Linked DNA regions of Callithrix jacchus: region 2 is linked to region 1. The links are chromatin contacts, called in public Hi-C maps. All regions are on one chromosome and are shown on one strand. Each heading gives the region's core, a stretch centred on a gene start, on an enhancer-like site or on the middle of the called end of the contact. The rest is flanking DNA. Distances are from core to core; before and after follow the strand shown.

What was found. Hi-C and Micro-C count contacts between places; a contact is called where the count stands out from the background.
Region 2: a contact with region 1 is called in a Hi-C map of skeletal muscle, with 3 times the contacts expected there. The contact joins the enhancer-like site here to the promoter of EPB42 in region 1. A contact is called at or near these places in 2 of 3 Hi-C or Micro-C datasets (induced pluripotent stem cells and skeletal muscle).

The regions. Positions count from the first base shown.
Region 1 is chr8:30,960,802-30,967,948 of calJac240_pri, forward strand. EPB42 (erythrocyte membrane protein band 4.2) reads right to left here and starts at 3,550. Exons shown (of 16, transcript XM_035259441.3): 1 at 3,390-3,550.
Region 2 is chr8:31,025,324-31,032,470 of calJac240_pri, forward strand. It overlaps TGM7 (transglutaminase 7), which reads right to left. Exons shown (of 13, transcript XM_078334092.1): 5 at 4,666-4,794; 6 at 4,405-4,582; 7 at 1,942-2,080; 8 at 1-86. Among named protein-coding and RNA genes, the nearest start is that of TGM5, 21 kb to the left of the region's middle. Within about 2 kb of position 4,023, at least 2 of the 16 cell types and tissues checked have an H3K27ac peak or open chromatin away from gene starts, as enhancers often do.

The sequences.
Region 1 (7,147 bases), core at 2,300-4,799:
CTTAACTTGGGAAAACCTTTTAAAATATTACACAAAACCCATAAGAAGCCATAAAGAAAATATTGAGAAATTTGATTCCTTAAAAATTTGAATCCTTAAAAAATTTTAAATGGAAAAGTTCACATAGTTAAAAGATACGCAACAAGTTGGGGAAAATATTTGAAACTCATATCATGAAGGCTTAATCTCCTTAATATAAAATATGCCTATAAATCAAGAATAACAAACTATTAGAAAAACGGATGAAGGATATGATAGACATCTCACAGAAAAGAAAATAAAAATGTCTCTCAAATCCATGGAGAGATGTCCAGCCTCACTTAATAAAAACGCAAAATAAAAACATCCTGAGATATCCTTCTTTCTTCACCTATTAGATTGGCAAAGATAAAAGAGTTTGACAACATTTTGAGTTGGTAATGATTTAGGAAAATAGTTACTCTCTTATAATACTAGTGGGAGTGCAAATTTAAATTGATGCAGCCTCAGCTGGGCGCAGTAGCTCACACCTGTCATCCCAGCACTTTGGGAGGCTGGTGAATCACTTGAGGTCAGGAGTTTGAGACCAGGCAGGCCAAAATGGTGAAACCCCATCTTGACTAAAAATACAGCAATTATCCAGACGAAGTGGTGGGCACCTGTAATCTCAGCTACTCGGGAGGCAGAGACATGGGAATTGCTTGAACCTGGTGGGTGGCGGAGGCAGTAGGCTGAGATTGTGCCACTGCATTCCAGCCTGGACAACAGAGCAATACTTTGTCTCAAAAAATTATAAATAAATAAATAAAAACTGATGCAGTGTCTCCAAATTGGTGCAGTCTCTACGGAGAGTGTTAGACTGGGTGGCTTAAACAATAGATATTTATGTTCTCACTCTTCTGTAGGCTAGAAGCTCAAGATCAAGGCCTTTAGGCTTGGTGTCTGGTGAAGGCTCTCTTCCTGGCTTGCAGGTGAATTCTCACACAGCCTCTTCTGTGTGTCTCCAGGGAAAGAGGAAGATCTCAGGTGTCTTCTCCTCTTCTAACAAGGACATTATTCCTGTTGGATTGTAGTCCATTCTCATGACCCCACTTCACCTTTACTACCTTCTTAGAGGTTCCATCTCCAAATACAGTCACATTGGGGGTTAAGGCTTCAACATATTATTTTTTGGGGAGGACAAAATTCAGTCCAGAACAGAGGGAAATTAAGTAGTTTCTACCAAAACTTTAAATGTCTATACTTTTGGCTGCTCTATCTATGGATTAGCCGTTCTTTTTATTCCTTTACTTTCTTAATACACTTGCTCTCAGTTAAAGAAAAAGTCTATAATTTAATTCAGTCATTCTGCTTCTGGATATTTATTATACAAATGATCCAACAGGTGTAAAATAAAATGTATACAAGTATATTCAGTGCATTGATATTTATAACCCCAAAAGACTGTGAGGAAATGTGTTCTCTTTCCGGGTCCACAAGGGGGCGTAGTTTTAAGGGCAAGAACTTCCCAGTGCCATGCACCCCTCCCATATCTCTCCATCCGGGAGATTTAACAGTTTTTGTTTAAATTTCGCGCCCGCGGGAAGAAACTAAGAGTCAATCGCCCCAGCGGAAGTTTAAACGAACTCCTTTCATTGGCCAGAGGAACTTGGGGAGGTGGGAATTTCTCCCAGGATAAATTCCCCTCCTCCTTCAGCCACACCGGATTTCCAGCTCTCTGGAATCCTCTGCAGCATAGTGGGACGTCTCGTTCCCTTCCTGGATCTCCCCTCTGGGGTCCCGCTTCCACACGCTTTTCGTGGAAGTTTTCTCTCTTCTTTTTCTCTTTCTTTACCTAAATAAGTCACTTTCTACAGATGCTTTTGAGTCTGGCATTTACTTTTATGCGTGGTCTCTTCTCCCATTCTTGGGGAGTAGTAGACCAAGAACCTGTAGAAACGTCCTCTCAGGGAAGCTGAGGCCTCCCCTGAACCCCAACAACTGGAAACTACCTAAACATTCATGCATAAGGTATTAGGTAGATAAATTATGGGACATGCATTCAATAAAATACATAAAGGTGAAAAATAATGAAGTAGTTCTATAAAGGATGTGGAACAATCTCCAAGCTTGATTTGTTTTGAGACAAGGTCTAACTCTGTCACCCAGGCTAGAGTGCAGTGGCGCAATCATGGCTCACTGCAGCCTCAACCTTCTGGGCTCAAGTGATCCTCCCACTTCAGCCTCCAAAGTAGCTGGGACTACAGGCATAGGCCAGTACACCTGGCTAATTTTTTATTTTTTGTAGAGATGGGGTCCCCCTATGTTTCCCAGGCTGGTCTTGAACTCCGGAGCTCAAGTGATCCTCCAGCCTTGGCCTCCCAAAGTGTTGGGATTACAGGCATGAGCCACCGCGCTCAGCCCAAGCTGTACTGATAAACGGAATAAGTGAGGTAGAGAACAAACTGAATATATGCTATCTTTGAGTAAAGGGTATGTGTGGGGGGAGAATATATATGAATTTGCTTGTGTTTATATGGACTATTTCTGGGAAATTACTTCTTCTAGATAGAGAAACTCAGTGCCTAGGCTTTTTTCTATATGTCCTTTGTATCTTTGTACCATGAACATATATTTATGTGTTAATATTTTTAAAGTAACAAAAACTTTCAAGGGAAAGAAAAGTCTGGCTGAAAGAACTTTTTTCACCACAGACAGCCCCCTACCCGGGAGGGCAATGGGGAGGTTGTGGGCTGGTTTCCCTTTGGGGAATGGGTTCTCCTTTTGGATCAAGCAAAGGGAATCTTCTCTTTCCTGGTTCAGTTCCCATTTGAGCGTCACAGAGATCCAGTCTCTGGCAGTATTTCAGTCAGGGCACTTTTTGAGGAGCCCAAAATGAGACACACGCTGCTGCGTTTTGGTTGAGCTGGGGAAAAGCGAGTGGGAGATGTGAGGAGGATGGAGGGAGGGGTCACCAGAAAGGTCTGTCCCACGGCACCAACACCTTTCTACTCCCCAGCCTCCGGCAGAAAAACAACAGTTCAGGTGGTGTAGACTCAAGAACTATCCACTTATTCATTTCTGAAACAAATACTTGATGAGCACTGTCATACACTAGGAACTGTGCTAGGTACCGGCAGGTACTGTTAGAAACTGTTAGGTAGACATAGTGCCCCAAAAAAGGCGGGAGTGAGTGGAGCAGCAACGGCGGCGGCTCCCAACCTCCCCTTCCCCTCCCCTAATTCCCCTTCCCTTTCTTAAACCCGCCCCGCCAGGTACTCGGCGAGCAGTCGCGGCGCTCCCAAACCACCGCATGCACTTGGCCAATCGTCCCCAACCGCCGCCTGCGCGCGGCTTCCGGGCCCCCTCGCTCCTCCCCTCAGGCCTCAGAGCGCCAGGGGTGCTTCCTTCCCGCCGCCTCGCACTCCCACCTCGCAGTCACGCTGGTGGGCTATGCCTGGCCCCAGCCACAGGCTGCTCACGGGCTTAGACGCTGCGGCCCGAGATGGGGGCCCCTGAGCCTCCCTGAGAAAGAGAGAAGCCGAGAGCCGCGCTCTCCGCCCCCTCCCCCGGGCCGCCACCGCCCCAGCCTGGCGGGAGAAGGAGGAGCTGCAGGCCTCCGGAGCCCGGCGCCGCGGCCCGCATGCTCAGTAAATAAGACGTTACTGAGGGGTTGCCTACACTTCAAAGCACGTCTACTAGTAATGCTCCTGCGGGGGATGGTGATCTACCGGAAAATGTTCAGTATCCCTACCAACTCTACATTACTCCTGCTACCTGCAGTACAGAACGACCAAGTCCAAGTGGTCCAGACAGACCTTTTCAATGTCCAGCCTGCTGGGTGCGATTCACCCGTATTCAGAACTTAAAGCAGCACATGTCCATCCACTCAGGAATTAAACCATTTCAGTGTGACCGCTGTGGGAAAAAGTTCACCAGGGCTTACTCGCTTAAGATGCATCGCCTAAAGCATGAAGTGATTTACTGGTGCCGGAATACTTAAAACAAGGAACGAGAAGAGACCTTTGTTCAAAATGATCTTGGAGAACACCGTTTCGAAAACAACCCATCTGTTCAAATGCCTGTAATTTCATAGGTCTCCTCGACCCAGAATTGTGAAAGCACTTTTCCCTTGGGGTCTCTTGGTGGACAGGCAGAAAAAGGAAGACGTGCCCAAACTAGAGATGAACTCCCCCCCCCCCCCAAAATCAGAGCTGTATTCTATAACTATTGAGTAATTTTGTGATTTGGCTTCATTTTTGTTTTTTGGAAATTGCCTGTGTTTGGTCTTGTACATTTAAATTTAATTTTTTAAACAAAAAAAGCCAGGCGGTGGGGGAGGGGGAGATTGGGAAAGAATTTCCCTTTTTACTTTCTGAGCCCAGAAACTGATTTTATTTTTCATAACTGAGAGATTACTTATGTAAGTACACAATAACATGACGTCGAAACAAACTATGAGACTTAGGAGAACTGGTTGACTTAAAACATATACCAGTTTCTTTTTCCATTGTTAAAAGTAGGCTAACAACAGATCATTAGCTAGAGAGGAAATCAGATGCTTATTGACCTTCTTGAGATGAAAGTGTACACAAGAAACTAATTACTAAAATAGTCTGACAAATGGCCTGAGTAATACTTACTGCTATACACAAGACGTGTATAATATTTTGTAAAGCCTGTTGTTTTTGTAAGTATTTACGGCAAGCTTTCTTAAAAATAATTAGGATAAATACTTCTGAAATCTGGCCTTCCTTTTTTTTTTTAAGCTTTGTCATTTCTATTCTGATTTTTCCTGGTGAAATTCTGGTACTGAGATGGGCATTCTCTGTACCTTTATAATACCACTCCAAAGGCAAAGAAGCATGATTGACAACAGTCAAGCTGTGGATGAAATGACCAGGAATGGAAAATGAAGTATGTAAATCCCACTTCACAGGAACTCTTCTCATATTGTTTTTCTGACTAAAATAGCTGTTTACCTGGTCTGAATGTTAATGCCTAAGTCATTGCCCAAATAGTTTTCCCCTGGCCCCATCAATATGTTCTCTTGCATATATTGGCATGCTCCCATATAAAGTAAAAATATTGGAGATATTCTTTTTTTTTTTGTTTTGAGACAGAGTTTCGCTGTTGTTACCCAGACTGGAGTGCAACGGCATGATCTTAGCTCACCGCAACCTCCGCCTCCTGGGTTCAAGCAATTCTTCTGCCTCAGTCTCCCGAGTAGCTGGGACTACAGGCGTGCACCACCATGCCCAGCTAATTTTTGTATTTTTAGTAGAGAGGGGTTTCACCATGTTGACCAGGATGGTTTCGATCTCTTGACCTCGTGATCCACCCACCTTGGCCTCCCAAAGTGCTGGGGTTATAGGCGTGAGCCACTGATATTCTATATTTTATATAAAGGTTTATGTATTGTTGGGGATGTTTTCGTTGTGCTCTTTTGGACATAATAAAGAATTCTCTGTTGAGGCAAAAAAAAGAAAAAGAAAAAGAAAAGAAAAGAAACTGTGGTAGGTACTGTTAGGAACTGTTAGGAACCGTATTAGGTACTGGTAATATAGCAGTAAATTAGATAGATGCGTCCCTGGCACCAAGGAGCTTCTATTCCAGCAGGGGGAGACAGACAGTACTAAGTGCATACACCATTAGCTGTTTCTCTGCCAAGTGTGCTAAATGCTGTGAAAGAAGTTTGAGTGCTCTCAGACCTAGGTGTGGAAGGTCAGGGTAGACTTCTCTTAGAAGGTGATATTTAAGGCTGAGAAACTAGCAGGATAAATAGGAGTTAACTAAGTAATAGGACGTGGGTTGGCATGAGAGGAGAGAGCACAGCATGTGCACAGGCTCTAAAGCAGGAAGCAACTGAAAGGTCAGTGGGCCTGCATCACAAAGAGAGATGGGAAGAGGTAAGGCAAAGGCTAAATCTTGCAGAATTGAGTTGAGAATTTTGGATTTTATCCTCAGAGCAGTGGGAAGCCATTGAATGATATTTGAAGCAAGGGAGTAAAACAATCAGATTTGCATTTTTAAAATACTGGCTAATATCAGGGAAATGATTTACAGGGGGCAAAAAGGGAAGACAAATGACCAATAAGAGACTATGGTAATGGCTTAGGTGAAACATGATGTTGGTCTACTCTGGAGGTGGTTAGTAAAGATAGACATAGGCCAGACACAGTGGCTCACACCTCTTCCCAGGACTTCAGGAGGCCGAGACAGGCTGATCTCCTGAGGTCAAGAGTTCAAGAACAGCCTGGCCAACATGGCAAAACCCTGTCTCTACTAAAAATACAAAAATTAGCCAGGTGTGGTGGCCTGTACCTGTAATCCCAGCTTCTTGGGAGGCTGAGGCAGGAAAATCGCTTGAACCTAGGAGACAGAGGTTGCAGTGAGCCGAGATCACCCATTGCACTCCAGCCTGGGCTACAGAGAGAGACTCCACCTCAAAAAAAAAAAAAAAAAATAGACATGAACAGATTTGATGGAGATTAGGAGGTTAAGTGAATATGACATGCTAATGGACAGGATATGGAATACAGAGAAGAAAAGATAGTCAACATGACTCCCAGGTTCAAATAAGTTAATTATGCTGGCACATTGCTTTACAAAACACTTTTGCCTACATTATCTTGTATGAGCTGAACCTCAATCTTGTAAACTACATTAAGGGATCATTATTCCAATTTTATTGAAGAGAAAATAGGTTCAGAGAGTTAACATTTCTTTTACTGAATGTAAGATCAATTAATAAACTGTCTCTGTCCAGAAAGAATTTAAGACTAACAGTGAAACATGGTATTGCAGAGGAGCATATTAAAACAATTCAGATGATGAAAGAATAGAGATGGAACCCAAACAGAGCCAAGGAGGTGGCTAAAGGTACCCACTATAGCCTACCTATGCACATGCTTTCCATACACTAGAAACTTACCTCTAAGTTCCAGGAGGGAGGCTTTTCCAATATGTCACAGCTTATGGTAAAGCATAGACTCAAACTGAGGTCTTCCAACTCAAACCCCATACATTTGATTTCACATTAGCTTTAATCCAAACCACCGCTGAGAAGGTCTCTCTATTAAACCTTCTTTTACAATCTCTCAAGAATTTCTGTATCTAAATACAGCAGACTAGTTTGTTACCATCCCCTCTGTTGGGAACAATTAGTATAGTTGAATGAAATGTTTTA
Region 2 (7,147 bases), core at 2,773-5,272, 65 kb after region 1:
GAGTGGGGTCCAGAACCTGCCACCCGTTGTATCCTGGCGGGAGATCTTTCCGGATCATCCAGCACTCATTCCACACATGGAAGTTCCTGCAGGAGGGAGTAAGGAGACAAGGGCTCATTTTCGCTGAGGTTTTGCCAGGTACCAGGCACTATAGGGAGTGATTTATATCAGTTTCTTTTTCTTACTTTTTATGAGGAAGTAATTTCGTACTAAAAGTCACAAGAATAGTACAAAGAACATCCATCTACCCAATTCATCTGCTGTTAACATTTTGCCCCATTTTTTCTTTCAGTGTGGACATATAAATAGATATCTACACATCTACACTTCAGTGTTTATTTCCTAAGAATAGAGATCTTCTCTTAACCCCTGTATAGTTCATCCTCTCTAGCACGTTGGATATTGATGTGATGCTTTTATCTAATTTACGGTCTATATTTTAATGTTGTCAGTTGACCTAATGATGTGGTTTAGAGCATTCTTTTCCCACGTGGTATGGGATGCCGTCTGTGATCACATACTACATTCAGCTGCACAGCTTCTCATACCCTTTGATCTTGGAATAGTTCCTCCACCTTTCTTTCTTTCCTTACACTGGGATTTTAAAACACTCTCTCGCTTTCTTTTTTTATTTTTTTGTAAATGTAAAGGGTACAAATGTAGTTTTGTTTCATGGAGATATTGCCTAGTGGTGAAGTCTGGGCTTTTAATGAAAACAGTCTTTATTTTATTTATTTATCTTTTAAAACCAGAGTGGCCCCCATTTTGGGCTTGTCTGATGTTTCCTCATTATTAGACTCAGGACATGCATTCAAAGACAGAACTGCACCTAAGTTACATATCTTCAGATATACCACTACTTCCTGAATCAGAGACGATTCAGCCCTCTAGGAGTCTAACTGTGGATCCCAGGCTGAAAAATCCTCCTTACCGACATTGATCTCATTGCACCCTAGCAATCCTGTGAAGTTGACATTATCTTCATTTTACAGACAAGGAAATAGAAGCTCAGAGAGGGAGGGGGCTCCTAGGACAGCAGCTAGTTCTCACACAACTCAAAGAGTCTCACCTGGAGGCTGAGTGCGGTGGCTCACACCTGTAATCCCAACACTTTGGGAGGCTGAGGCAGGTGGATCACCTGAGGTCAAGAGTTCGGGACCAACATGGCCAACATGGTGACAACCCATCTCTACTAAAAATACAAAAATTATTCAGGCATGGTGGTTGGGGCCTATAGTCCCATCTACCCGGGAGGCTGATGCAAGAGAATACCTTAAACCCAGGAAGTGAAGGTTTCAATGAGCTGAAGTCGTACCATTGCACTCCACCGTGGGTGACAGAGCGAGACTCCATCTCAAAAAAAAAAAAATAAAATCTTACCTGGAAACTGGCTGGAAGGCTGGAAAAGAAAAAACAGGAAACCGGATTTGGGGGTAATGCCAAGGACAAAAGAACCAGGAAAAGACACCAAAGATACACAAATAAAGGGATCCACAGAGATCACACACACACGCACACAGAAGTGAGTGGGGCGGGGAGAGGAAGAAGTCAAGAGAGACAAGAATATGTCTACAGAAATAGCCAGTCCAGGCTCTGTCTGACTTCTGGGAAAACAGAATGGTACAAACAGAGACTCGGAGAAGGAAGAGGAAGATGAATAAAGACTTTTGAGGTTAGTGTTCAGAAGACAGCTGGCTAGTCATTTGGTTGAGGCCTCAGAATGTTATTCCATTGTTTTCTATCTCTGAAATGAGTTTAAGTTGATGACGTAATTAACCAGAACAACCTCCTGGGTTGGGGAATTCTTCTCTTCTCTGAGTATCAGCAGCAATGTTCTGGGCAATCTTGCAGTATTGCCTCAAGAGGCAGAGAGAACCAGATCAAAGTTTTCCTGCTCTCCCCAGGACAGAGCAGAGATCTGTTCAAGACAGTGCCTCTCACCATATTTTGTCTCGTTTCTGAGTTGACAGCATCTCTGCATTTCGGTCATAGTACGTGTCGATGGTCAAGTTCCTATCCACGTTGTGCGCAGAACGGAAATTGGAAACAACACGAGTTGGAACACCTAAGCATCTCATCACTAAAGAGAAAAATAAAGTATAGAGAATCACTGAGTTCATCTAGGCAGAATTACTAGTTTTCCATGCATAATTTCTAACATTCAAGCTGGAGGACAGAAAGCCGACTCTTATGGAACCACATGAGTAACTCCTTTATTCCCAGAGAATCACACCCAGTCCCAGAGCCTGCTTCCCCGTCAGTGGTCAACATCCCACAAGGAGAAAGGAATCATTTGAGGATCACTTAAAACAACAAGTTAACAATAATCCATTTTATCATTTAGCAGTCTTTCCACTAAGCAGCTTTCCAAGTTAAAAACAGAGAACCTAAAACATTTAATAACTAGAAAGAAAAAATTTAAATTTTTAGCGCTGTGGTTGGCCATTTTCAAATGAAAAGCTGTGTGAACTTTGGTAAGTTATTTGACTTCTCTGGTCCTTAGTAACCTCATGTCTAACAAAATTAACCAAATGATTATTAGTTCCAAATTTTTTTTAACCTTTATTTTAGGATTGAGGGTACACATGAAGGTTGGTTATGTAGGTAAACATGTGTCACGGGGGTTCGCTGTACAAATTATTTCATCATCCAGGTATTAAGCCCAGTACCCAGTATCTTTTCTGCTCCTCTCCCTCCTCCCACCCTAGTTTGGAAATTTGGGATCTGTAATTCTAATTAAAGATAAGAGGTGGGGAAGAGGTATGAAAGAAATTAGAGAATGGATAGGACAAGATAAGATAGACTTCTAGAGACAATGGAAGCGTCAGCAGAGACAAGGGGAAACCAGAGGCAGCAATCATCTTTAATAAGGCAGCAGCTCCCTCTTGCGGCCTCTCATGATACTGCCATAAAGGCTTTTAAAAACTGAGTTAGGATTTCACAAATCTAGTCCCAAAGTGTAGACATCACCCCAACACACACACACACACACACACACACACACACACACACACATCTGCCTGCCCAGGCCCAGACGAAGTCAAGCCAAGAGCCAGCAAGAGCCAGGTGTGAACTTGGGGGAACATGGGTCTCAAAATCTTTCAGCATGGCGAGGAGTTTGGAGAGGTTTATCCCACTCCTCTCTCCCAGGAGGGGGAGGGGCAGACAATGCCCACTGAGGCTGCCAGGAGGATTACACAGCTTTGAAAAGTAAAAGGACTATTGAGAGCATCCAATCCATTTGTTTTGATTCTCTGAAGAGCCCCCAAGAAGGCTGACTGTTCTACAGTCACCTGTCCACTCACAGCACAGCTCCTGGGCTTGTCACAGATCCATAGCAGGCATGGGAGAAACACATGGGCTGCAAGTGGCCAGAAGAAACTTGGCAGGGGCAGCTTCCCCAGCGCGCAGTGGCCCCAGAACTCAAGGGCCTGGAAGTGGGGAGAGGCTTGGAATTGGAGCAGGTGGTGGACCTCATCCTTCTCCTACTCATCCCAAGCCTCCTCAGTAACAGCTACCTGGCCACAGCCTGGGGACTTCCCAACCCAAGGGACAACTGGGAATACTGAATGCCAGAATAGCCCCAGCCCCATTTCACACCTGAGCAAAGTGAGGTCACTGGATTCAAAAACTCAGATTTAAACCTCCTCTGTCTTTGCAACACCTATATATAACTGCCAGGCTGTGCCGCTCCTCTCCAAAAAGTCTCTGCTCTTGTCTTTGGCACCTGTCTCTGTCCTCTTCATTCTCCACTCCTCCTTTTTCCAACTCAGAGTCACCCTGTTAGTTCAGCAAACGTTGATCAAGCTCCACTCCCTAATGTAGCAGGACAGGCCTGTGTAAGGCATTTTGGCCTTGCAAGGGTGTGACAGGCAGTCACCTTAGTATTCTCCATCTTCCTCTCATCTTCACAGATAATCTGCTCAACAACTTTGCACTGAATTCTAAATAACTGATACTGCATAAAACATTGATGTTCTTTAAGGGTAGTCACCAAAGCAGCAAGTCTATAATGATAACTGCTCAAGGATCTCTTGGTGAAGCATGTGGGAGCTGCTAGCTCTGCCTACGGGTGAGGTCAGCTATCTCATGCCATCTGCTTGCACCTGCCCCCATGCCAGGCTCGCCTCGAGCTGAGATGCCAGAGCAGATGGCAGAAAGAAGCCATTTGGTCTCTGCTTCGGGACTACAAGCTCTTCTATCCAGGTGACTGTTATAACAGTCTGACTGCTCCATCAAGGATACTGTGCAGTGATTGCCACAGGTCAACACCCCTCTCACATAAATGCACAGGATCCTTTGAGACTATATGGTGTGCTGGTTCAGGGCCTGGGTGCCCACCATCCCCAGCGGTGGGGCCACGGGAAAGTAATCGCATGTCTACATGAGTGATCTTTTGCTCACCGGTGCACATAACAGAAGCGAAGACCCAGCACTGTCCATACTTCACAGGCTGCCCGCCCCTGGCTGACCACTGCCGTAGGATGGCCACACTGCCGTTCCACTCCAGAGGGCTGACCCCCTTGGAGTAGTCCTCACCCCAGTTCCCCTGCAGCACGCCATTGTCATCATTGCTGTTGATCTGCATAGGACAGACAGGTGAGTTTCCACAGCGCCCGGGGAAGCTCAGACTGTCCTCAGACGGTGGGAAGCATCCATCCTTACCATGGCACTCACCACCCTGCACACGTACACCACGTCGTTCCGCTGGGAACAGTCTTTGGCCGGGTTCTTTAAGTAATACAGGCTCTTGTTCAGGATCTCAAAGCAGATGTCTATGACGTCCTCTTCAAACTTCCAAGTGATTTTGAGGGAGAAAGAAGAGAAGAGCAAATGTCTAGAATTCTGAAACTTTAAGCCACTAACAGACTTTTGGGGATGGCATGTACATGGGGATGTGAGGGGGGCACACTAAATATAAGACAAGGTCCTGTCTTTGAAGAACTTGTAAATCAAATTGGGAATGTATTAGGTTTGGAATTCTGAAAAACTAAACTGTGTTGCTCTGATGGAAAATAGAAACAGAATTTGAGAGTGAGAGATCCCTGTTGACTGAATAGATGAGAGAAGGTTTTGGTACCAATGGACTTTGCTGGATTGGGTGAACAGGAAGAGAGGAGAGTGGGGACATTTACCTGAGGTCTTTGAGCATGGTGGGTATCAAGGACTTAGACGCCTATCTGGAGGACTTGAAGGAGCAGGGAAAAGATCACAGCAGAAAAAATCTAGAGATCAATGTAAGGCCAGGCATGCCAGTCTCGAAACCAGGTAAAGGAGCTCAGAGCAGACACTGTATGCCCTGGAAGAGCCAGGGTAGGCTCAGGATAGACGTGCACAATGTCTGTCTCAACACTTTGGCTGCCAAATGCACAGGTATTTGTCTCAGTTTCAAAGAGGGTCACAGGTTGCCATGGTCGGAGAATGGGGAAAATGTGCAAGGCTTCCCCCACCTCTTCCCTTCTGGAGTTTGTGGACAGGATTGAGGTGGCAGTGGGAGGGAGAGAGAAAACACGCCTTCAGGGGTTGAGAGTGGACTTGTTTCCCAGAGCCAAGGCCCCCCTGTGTACACTAACTGGATATTTGATGTGGTTAAAGAATTACTGTTCGGTTTTTTTTTTTTTTTCATGTATTGTGATTAAGTTTTTCAGAAAGTTATCATCTTTTACATGACCACATTCTGAAGTATTACCAGATTAAATATGCTGAAGTATTACTGGATTAAATGATATGTTATCTGTAATTTGCTTTAAAAAAAAAAAAATTGGCCAGACGCAGTGGCTCACACCTGTAATCTCAGCACTTTGGGAGGCCAAGGCGGGTGAATCACCTAAGGTCAGGAGTCAGAGACTAGCCGGGCCAACATGTTGAAAACCTGTCTCTACTAAAAATACAAAAATTAGCTAGGCGTGATGGCATGAACCTGTAGTCCCAGCTACTCAGAGGCTGAGGCGGGGGAATCGCTTGAACCCGGGAAGTGGAGGTTGCAGTGAGCCGAGATCACGCCACTGCATGTCAGCCTGGGCAACAGAGTGAGACTCCATCTCAAAAAAAAAAAACCCTAACAATAAAGTGAGGAGTGGGTGTGGACACAGAGGAGTACAGACCAGGGATGGGCAAGATTTTTCTGTAAAGAACCAAGTAGTGGCCAGGAGCAGTGGTTCACGCCTGTAATCCCAGCACTTTGGGAGGCCGAGGCAGGTGGATCACGAGGTCAACAGATCGAGACCATCCTGGTCAATATGGTGAAACCCTGTCTCTACTAAAAATACAAAAGATTATCTGGGTGTGGTGGCACGTGCCTGTAATCCCAGCTTCTCAGGAGGCTAAGGCAGGAGAATTGCCTGAACCCAGGAGGCGGAGGTTGCGGTGAGCCGAGATCGCGCCATTGCACTCCAGCCTGGGTAACAAGAGCGAAACTCCGTCTAAAAAAAAAAAAAAGAAGAACCAAATAGTTCTATTTTAGCCTTTGCAGGCCATAAGGTCTCTGTCTCAATAACTCAATTCTGCCATTGCAGCATGCAAGCAGCCACAGATGATATCTAAATTAATAAACATGGCTATGTTGCAATAAAATGCTATTTGTGAACACTGAAATTTGAATTTCATTTAATTTTCACATCACAAAATATTATTCTTCTAAAATTCCTTTCAACAGTTAAAAAATGTGAAAACTATTCTCAGCTCATGGGCTAAACAGGCAGTAGGCCACATTTGGTCTGTGGGCTGTAGTTTGCAAACCCCTGGTATTGCTGAAACGACACTATTGAAGCCGAGAGGTGGGTACATGGAGATTCATTACAGTAGCCTGTCTACTTTGATTATGCTTTAAGGTTTTCATAAAAAAATGTTACAAACTAAAAAGGGGGCTGGATGCAGTGGCTCACACCTGTAATCCCAGCACTTTGGGAGGTTAAGGCAGGTGGATCACAAGTTCAGGAGTTCGAGACCAGCCTGGCCAATCTGGTGAAACCTCGTCTCTACCAAAGATACAGAAAATAGCCGGGCTTGGTGGCAGACACCTGTAATCCCAGCTACTCAGGAGGCTGAGACAGAACTGCTTAAACCCAGGAGGCAGAGATTGCAGTGAATCAAGATCGCACCATTGCCCTCCAGCCTGGGTGATAGGGTGAGACTCCATCTCAAACAA